Linked DNA regions of Mus musculus: region 2 is linked to region 1. A link is a contact called in public HiChIP or PLAC-seq data. All regions are on one chromosome and are shown on one strand. Each heading gives the region's core, a stretch centred on a gene start, on an enhancer-like site or on the middle of the called end of the contact. The rest is flanking DNA. Distances are from core to core; before and after follow the strand shown.

Region 1 (4,529 bases), core at 1,395-3,894:
GCTCCCAAGTCCTAACAAGCCCCAGAGACACCTGGCAGGGCAGGCAGGTGTCAGCTTCAGATGTCTTTAGAGCTGGTGCCAGCAGAGGGTTCTCAGGGCATGGGCACGGTTGCTGAGAAGGAGAAAAAGCCTGCAGTGGCAGCCAGACAGCAGCAGACTCATCACAAGTCCTGCTGGGATGCGGTTTCTGTACGCTGGGATGCTTAAGTTCTGCCTCTGCCTGGCCATCCTCACATAGCTCCCAAGTGTTTCCTGGCCTCGAAAAGGATTCACTGGCAGATCAGCAAGGCAACTCAATTATGAAATTTACCACATTAGAGGACTTACTGCATTAGCATTTCAATCGGCCAATTCATTTGTGGCCCACCACTGTTGGCTTGTGCCAGCTCTATAGGGGTGTGTGTGTGTGTGTGTGTGTGTGTGTGTGTGTGTCCTGCCCAGGGCACACTGACACTGCCAGCTAATAAAGAACTCAGGGCCCAGGCAGTGAGCTGGTGAGCAGGAGCCCCCAGAAGCTGCTGGGAAGCCAGGTCCTCCAATGAACCTGGACAGCTGCCCATCCTAGAGCTGGCCCTGGGAGAGTGTGGATGGATGGCTAGAAAAAATGGCTGCAACCAGGGCATGGAATGAAGGTTTGGTAGGCTCATGCTGGCTTTCCTTTTCTCTCTCCAAGAAGCCTTCATCCTTCTCTCCAGCTTCCTGTTACCTGCTCCCTGGGGTTCTGCAAACTGATGTATCAAGGTCCCCATCCATGAGCCAGCACCTCCTCCTTTCTGAAAGCAGGGTCTCAATATCATCTGCTCAAATGATTAGTTTGACTAAAGCCGTCTCTGCATACATAGCAAGCTCACTGCTCCAGGCCGCCCTCCTCCCTCTAAGACAGGAAGGATGCATTTACTTTACAGCGCACACGGGGGCATTTCTTTTTGTCTTCCTACTTTTCTCTCCCTACACTGGTGGCACAGGCTTAAGATGCCATCAACAGGAACTGAGCCACCGTGGAACACACAACTTGCACACGGATCCTGCACCGCTGCATGGCGCAAGGAACCCAGTTGCAGTTCGATGCCCATGAAAAAGATTTCGTCTGTCCATCCTCCACAATTTTTTTGAACAATCTCCCTGGACTGGCTTGCTGATAAAGGACTCAGCTGAAATATCAATAATTACAGGGCTGGGACAAAAGTGACTTTGCCCATCTCCACAGACAAAGCCTGTGATCTCCACAACCCTGTCTTAGAGGGACCAAATCTACTGTAGGATAAGAGCACCGTGGGTCCTCCCTCCTCTGTCCCCTGACACAAGCTTTCAGCAACACCCATAAAAAGTCCTCCCAGCATAACTGTGCCGCTTATGAAAGAGGCTCAGCAAACTAGAGGGTCAGGTGCCAAGTGCCCCTCCCTCCCCGTCTTACTCCAGGGGTGAAGAGCCCAGACATCTGGCATACCTTGTCCTGCCCTGAGCATGGAGGGAGAACTAGTGCCCAATGAACCTTGGCCAAAGCAACTTGGCCTCTGGTCTCCCCAAAGTACAGATGAACTACAAAGCCCCCGAGAGTCCGCCCCTCCCCCCAACTTCCTGTGCTCGAGTCTCTAGAAAGTCTCCCAGATTGGTAAGGTGGCACTTGCTTATAAACCCAGCTCTCAGGAGACTGGGACCAGAGATTTCATGCTCAAGGCTGGCCTGACGTTTATAACAAGACTAAAACCGGGAGAGGAAAAAAAGAAAAAAAAGTAAGACTGTGAGAATCCACTTTGAGGTCCTTGAGGCACTTGCACCCAAGTGTCTGGTGCCCCAGTAGGCACAATTCCCGAGTAGGAAAAAGCTTCTAATACAGCTATGAAGGAGACTAGTCCAGTGGGGATTTGCAGACCACAGCGGAATTCTCGCGCCAGGGCAACGCATGGGAGGAGGGGAATGGGATGGCGGGGGGAGGGGGGGGTGGACTACTTGCTACGGCCCTGCCAGATCGGCCACCACCTGGGTAGGTAGGGGCGTATGGCTCCGGGAGTGTCACCACTCTCCCTTGATAGACAACTTTCCAGACAGGAAGGACCCTATGCTGCGGGCCACACGGCCAGGCCCTGCTGTCTACTCTTCCCTGGTTTAACCCCTCGGCCCTGGCTAGGTACAAGCAAGTCGCGGGGACCTTGGCTAGGTGTGTGCACAAAGCTGCACGGTTCGCATCCTCGAAGACAAGCAGTTTCCTCTTTCTAGGATCAATAGTAATTTTTTTAAAAAAGAGAATCAGCGGACTCAATGAATCAAACACTCCCGGGAGAGGGTAGCCGCTCCTGCGCGTAACATCCGTTTGGAAAACAATTCATTCCCTTGGCGGGAGCTCTGAACATAACAGTACGGGGTCCCCAAGCTCGATCGAGGGGCGCTCCCAGGTCAGCACCCACTTCCCCGACCCAGTGAACTGGGCCTGCGGTCCTACGCCCTGCCCGGCGATCCTCGAGCAGGATCGCTCGCTGTCCCGGTGACAAGTTCCGACCTGATCCTCACCGTGCGGCCCCACAGGCTCTGCAGTCCCCGCCGCTGCCGCCGCCCCCGGCCGGCTCACCAGTCCCGGCCGCGATCCCGTAGCCGAACCGCACGGGCGCTGCCAACAAACTAGTTTCTCCGGCCTTCCCGCCCCGCCTCGCGGCCCGAAGCGCAGCAACCAATCATAAACCGCGCCTCTGTGACGGATGGGTCGACTGACCCGTAATACAGTCGCGTGAGAAGAAAGGGACGGTCGTCCAGGCCATCGGTGCCGCGGAAGGCGGGGCGGGGAGAGGAAAGCGACTGCCACCAGATTCTTAAAGGGACAGGCCATTGCCTTTCTGTTCTGGTGGCCAGAGTTGGGAGAAAGCAACACGACCTGTTCTAGAGCTTCTCTTAAGGAAGGTCTTTGTCGATCACACGCATTCTTCTTTCTGTTACCGAATCACAGCCGTTGTTGATCTTTTTAAAGACCAGCAATCTAATCGCTCCTATGTTAAGGAAATCCTTTTTCCCTCCCGGCTAGTTTCGATGCGAGGGAATTTCTACAGACACGAATCCCTGTCTATACTGGGAATTCCCAGATTTCAAGGGAGAGGACTTTAAGCTTCAGCTGTTCTGTCAAGCCGGTGGAAATTTCTTCCTAAACTTTTTTTTAACCCTTCAAATATCCTTCACTATTAGAACTCTCAGCGGTACAAAACTGATAGAGTAAATCTATATCTATACATACATACATACATACATACATACATACAACACACATATGGAATTTATTAGAGTAACTTTCAGGCTGTGGCCGGGGTAGCCCAACAATGGCTGTCTCCGGATATAACGTCTGAGAGTCCAACTGTCAGTCCACGAGGCTGGATGCTTCAGCTGGTCTTCAGTATACCTTGGAATTCAGAAGAAGTTGGCTATAATACAATGAAAGAATGACCCTACCTGTGAAACTTAAGGGCAGACAAAGAGCAAAAGCTTGCTTCTTCCAGGTCCTTTTTCCAGGCTGCCGCTAGAAGGTGCCCAGATTTAGGGTGGGTCTTCGGGGGTGGGTGGATATGGGGGACTTTTGGTATAGCATTGGAAATGTAAATGAGCTAAATACCTAATAAAAAATGGAAAAAAAAAAAAGAATGAAATTGGCTCAAAAAAAAAAAAAAAAGGGTCTTCCTATCTCAAATGATCCAACCAGGAAAAAATCCCTCACAGGTGAGCCCAGCTGCTTGGGTTTTAGCTACTCCAGATATAATCAAGTTGAGGATCAAGAGTAGACATCACACTTGCCCAACGCATCCATTAGTTCATTTAAGAGTTACTAGATGAGCTGGGGAGTGGCGCTCACAACCACCTGTAATGAGAACGCCCTCTTCTGGTGCGTCTGAAGTCAGCTACAGTGTACTTATGTATAATAATAAATCTTTGGGCCGGAGCGAGCAGAGACTCTAAAAATTCAATTCCCAACAACCACATGAAGGTTCACAACCATCTGTACAGCTACAGTGTACTCACATACATTTAATTAATTAATTAAAAGAGTTACTAGACCTGGGCGGTGGGGGCTTACTCCTTTAACCCCAGCACACAAGGCAGAGGAATGCCAATCTGATTTCCACACCAGCTGATCTATAAAGTTGATTCCAGGACAGCCAGGGCTACACAGAGAAACCCTGTCTTAAAGGAAAAAAAAAAAAAAAAGGGAGGGAGGATATTTTCTAGATTTCTATGTCAGAGAGAGAGAGAGAGAGAGAGAGAGAGACTGCCTGCCTGCCTGCCTGCCTGCCTGCCTGCCTGCCTGCCTGCCTGTGTGCTATAATTCTGAGACCTTGTAATCTGGTCTTGAAGTTCCATCGGCTTCTTTCTTCTCACCGCACCACACCCCACTATGTGATGCTCTGATGGATGGTTCTTGCAGGCAGAAGGAGTATCATTAAACCTTTCCTACAGGATTATTGTAAAGATGGAGGGCTTGGGAGCCAGTAAATGCTCAAGAGGGTGTCTCCATACCGCCTAGATCTGGAGACATTTAAGATGGAAGGGTTCCC
Region 2 (4,472 bases), core at 1,892-4,391, 51 kb before region 1:
ATACATGGAAATGAGGCCAGCTAGGCTCCAAAGAGGCTGTGGAAGGGAAGATGGGCTCTGTCCAAGATCTTCTGAGCATGACAGAAAAAAAATAAACCACTTCCTTAGTTTCCTATGGAATTCAATCCACTTTATGCAACAGGCTGGTTGCTTCCTTTTAGTCTTCCCCCTTGATCTAGGATCTAGCCTTCTGCACCCTACCCTGGACAGGCTGGAGACTGATCCATACAGACTACAGCCTATGACAAGAGTCTCTCTTTGATGTTTTCGGTTCTAGGATGATGACAATTGCCATATTGCCAGCTCTGCATGTTTCCACATCTTTAGTTTGTTCCTTGAAGTCTTATCCACACCTCTGTTGTTAGACCCGTTATTAAAGTCTTCTCCTTCAGCAGGTGCCCAGACCAACAGCCAAACATTAGAAGGACCCTGCAGAAGATGGAGAAAGAAGAATTGCAAGAGCCAGAGGAATCAAGAATACCAAAAGAACACAGCCTACAGAGTCAAATAACCAGGATTCATAGGGACTCAGAGACTGAATCAAAAATCATGAAACCTGTATGGGTCTGACCTAGGTCCTCATATGTGGTATGGTTGTGTTGGAGGATGTTCTTGTGAAACTCCTAACAGGGAGAGCAGGGGCTGTCTCTGACTCTTCTGCTTGCTTTTGGGACCCTTTCCTCCTACTAACTTACCTCGCCCAGCCTTGATATGAGGACTTGTGACTAGTTTTATTGTAACTCGTCAGGTCATGTTGGGTTGATATCCCTAGGGGGCCTACTCTTTTATAAGGGGGGGTGAGTATGGAGGAGAGGGAAGGTGAGGGGAGCCAGGATACTCTCTACATGCCACCAAAGGAGAAAGGTAAATGCTCTTCAATCTACTATGATGACCTGCCTGCAAGATATGCTTGTGCAATAACGTCACAAAGCTTGTAAGAATAGCCAACCAATATCAATAAAATGGAATCCATGCCCAGTGCTGCTTGGGTGATGGAGATCCTGAAACTCAATAGGCTGGGGACCTAGGGGGAAATCAAATACTACTGCTCTACTAAAGGAGCATAGGGAAGAAATGACTTGTAATGACATTCTGTTATACTCGTAGATCAGTTCCTTGCTCATCCATCATCAGAGATGCTTCCTCCTGCTGCAGATGGCAACAAATACAGAGACCCACAAGCAAACATTATGCAGAGCGTGAGAGACCTTGGAACATTGATCTCTAAATGGACTGTCTCCATCAAATCTCTCCCCTCAAGGCTCAGGGAACCCTATGGAAGAGGAAGATGAAAGAAAGTAAAGGCCAGAGAGGATGGAGGACTCCAGGGACTCAAGACTGTCTAGACACAATAGAATTGGTACACATATGAACTTACAGAGACTGAGGCAGCATGCACGAGACTGCATGGGTCTGCACCAGGTGGGGCCCTAGAGCTGAGAGGAAAAGGGGACACGAGCCACCATGCCTAACCAAGAAGCCATCTTCAGTTGATAAGTACTTGCAAATGAAAAATTAGTTAGGGCATCTCCCTAGGGAAAGCAATCTTAAGGGCAGGCCCCATGCCCATCAGTAGATGGCCAACACAAAACAAACTCAGTGCCATTTTAGGAGGTTCTTTATCTCATCTTGTTGTCAGGGCTTCCCCCACCCCCACCCCCATCTAACAGGTACTTTGCATATATATTATGACTTCTGGTTTGAAGCTTTTATAGGATTCTTGTTAGTGTAATGTGTGTGTTTCTGTGTCTAGGCATTTCTGAAGTTTTTTCTTTGCTTTCTTCTTTTGTGTTTGTTTGGTTGTCTTGTTATTCCAATTTGTTGGTCTGTTATTTATTTTATTGTATTCTGCTTTGTTTTATTATTCCTTAGATGTCTGTTTGTTTTCTATGGAAAGACAGAAAGGGGGTAGATATGGATGGGGAGGGAGGTAAGGAGGGACTGGAAGAAGAGGGAGGGGTCACTGTAATCAGAACATATTATATAAAAAATCGATTTTAAATTTCTTTTTAATCTTTCAGGTCGTCTGAATGAATTCTTGTATTTCCCAGATGAACTCGGTTTCCTGCCTAGACCCTAATACATGTGGGATGGATGGGAGCATCTTTCCCTTTGACTACAGAGATGGGGCAAGAGTGGGTGGAGAAACAGTGACATTTGAGGGAGCATGAAGTAGGCAAGAAAGAGGAAGTGCTCCTTCTGTTGGCTTGTGTTTTCTTTAGGAAGAAAGATAAAATTAGAGATTAAAGTGGAAGATAGACAGTGACATTTTGAAATCACCAGTAAGAATGAAAGTCATCTCGGTACATTTTTTTAATTGAAGATAAAATAAAAATAAAGTAAAAAATAATAATAATAATTAAAGGCTGAAGTCATGGAAGGGCACCACTCTGAACTTTCACCTGATTCCCCTCCTCCTTTGTGTTGAGCCACTGAGTCAGGTCCTCTGCACCTCAGGGCCTTTGCTCTGTGCACTTAGGAACCAGTAAACAGAAGAACAAAGAAGGTGGTTGCCCAAGCACTATGAGCTCAAGAGCTGAATAAGGCACCCTGTGTCCCTAAGAGAGGAACTGGTCACATTCCCACTGACCGTGAACAAGCAGCGTGAAGGGACCTCACATTCTTATCTCACACCTCGGAACACTGTGCCAGCGAGAGGTGCCAGAGGGGAGCTGACGACTCATAACTAATGAAAGGTCAAGGAACTGAGTGTGTAATCCACAGGCCGTAAACTCCCTTTTTTGATCACTTGAGACAGTGTGGCAATGTGGTACAAAAGGTTCTTCCACGACTTTCCATTTGGATGATCGTTGACATTCACTGGGTCTTTGTTTGCTCCTGAACAAAAGGAGAAGAATCGACCTTATCAATCTGAACAAAGCTCTTGGCCCTGAGCTCCAGAAAGGAGCTCTATAAAGGCCGCTTTATTGAAGGTTTGTTTTGATATGACCTTCAAGGACCTGTACAGTACCAAAGTGTCCGGATGGAAAAGCAGTGCAAACACCACTTACAGGACTTTGGCCACTGTGATATCAATTGTGTGCGTATGTTTAAGTATCCCCTGAACCTGGGGGTCATACGTCACAGCTATTGCAAATGACTCAAAGTCAAGCTTCTAAAGGGCACGGGAGACAAGTGCTGCTTAGACACTAATGCCCTGCAGTGACAAAGAATCAACTACAAGGCAAATGGGAGATAATGCATCTGTAACAGAAGATTCTGAGAGCTGAACAGCTGGGCTCATTCTCTTGGGAATCACCTTGCACACACCATGGGAAAACTCCAAAGCTTTCTGCAGAAGAAACTATATCTATATAGCTCTTGGCCTGAAACCCCTGCTCCGTGAGGGTGGAGTGGGGAATGAAAGGCAAGAGAAGAAAGATGAGGCAGAAGTGCAAGGAAATTAGCTTGTATACTCAAGAAGGCTAAAGGAGCAGCAGTAAGGGATGCTGAAGGCCAGGGTGCTGGTCCAAGTTGGTGGACAGTATGCTGATGTCGGTAATAAGTCTCAGTGGGCCTGGGACTTCACCATCTCCTCACCAAGACCATCTGAGAGTCTGACTTCCTTACAATCCAAACAGTCCCCATTGGCCCTCTGCCCTGGACCTGCAGCATTGCAGACTAGTTGTCTTCTCTCATAGTGTAACTCATGTATAATAAATCATCTCTCTCACTATCTCAAATATATATGTTAGCATTCTGTCCAAACTGCACCCCACAGTTACCTGGCAACAGCCAGGTAGGTCTGACCCACTATAAAATGGGCTGCTTGCCCCCTCCTTTCTCTCTTGCCTCTCTCTCTTGCCTCTTGCTCTCTTGATTCCTCTCTCTCCCCATTCCCTTCTCCCCTCTCTCCATGTGGTCATGGCCAGCCTCTACTTCCATACTCTCTCCCTCTCTCTGCCATTCTCTGCCTCTACTACCCTCTTAACTCCCACTCCCCATGCCCTGAATAAACTATTCTATACTATACTGTCATGTGGCTGGTCCCTCAGGGGGAAGGGATGCCTCGGCATGGGCCCACTAAGGCACTCCTTCCCCCGCACCGCACCCCCATAGAACATATTCTTATGCCTCTTTATCTTTTTATAAACACATCAATATCTTTTTTCTTTTTCCCACCATTTTATTTTATTTTTAAATACCACTTTTAATTAATGATTTGAAAGTTTCATACATGTAATTTTATACACAACAGAATTTTCTCAGGTGTAAAACTAAAATAAAATTATGTTATTTCCATGGAAATGGGTGGAACTAGAAAGCAGAATATTATACTATATATTCCGATCATAATCTCCACCACCACCTTCAGCTCCTCCTAGATCCCCCGTCTCTGCTCCACCACCCCCAGATCTTCCCTCTCCATCCTCACTCTCCACTCACCTAACTTCAAGCTTTCTTCTCTCTTCTTTTAAACCATGGAGTTAGTTTGTGTTGGCCAACTACTCGGGAAATTAGGACCCGCCCTG

Evidence for each region. HiChIP or PLAC-seq counts read pairs in DNA pulled down with a chosen protein or histone mark.
Region 2: a contact with region 1 is called in an H3K4me3 HiChIP or PLAC-seq map of bone marrow-derived macrophages, with 2.0 times the contacts expected there. The contact joins the enhancer-like site here to the promoter of Klhl25 in region 1. A contact is called at or near these places in 3 of 39 promoter capture datasets (the C10 cell line, liver and neutrophils), 3 of 15 datasets of contacts at CTCF or cohesin (CD8 T cells, large pre-B cells and pro-B cells), 54 of 484 Hi-C or Micro-C datasets (the 63-12 cell line, the AML12 cell line, B cells and 39 more), 14 of 115 datasets of contacts at active chromatin or transcription factors (the 230-238 cell line, CD8 T cells, the SCID.adh cell line and 10 more) and 1 of 9 other capture datasets (liver).

Annotation. Positions count from the first base shown.
Region 1 is chr7:75,846,453-75,850,981 of GRCm38.p6, reverse strand. It overlaps Klhl25 (kelch-like 25), which reads right to left and starts at 2,644. Exons shown (of 3, transcript NM_001122780.1): 1 at 2,509-2,644. Gm51489 (a long non-coding RNA gene) reads right to left here. Exons shown (of 3, transcript XR_003946804.1): 3 at 3,270-3,382.
Region 2 is chr7:75,897,865-75,902,336 of GRCm38.p6, reverse strand. No RefSeq gene overlaps it. Among named protein-coding and RNA genes, the nearest start is that of Klhl25, 52 kb to the right of the region's middle. Within about 2 kb of position 3,141, at least 29 of the 459 cell types and tissues checked have an H3K27ac peak or open chromatin away from gene starts, as enhancers often do. A contact at or near this core is called in the 63-12 cell line, DN2 thymocytes, the G1E-ER4 cell line and 7 more, where this site is marked.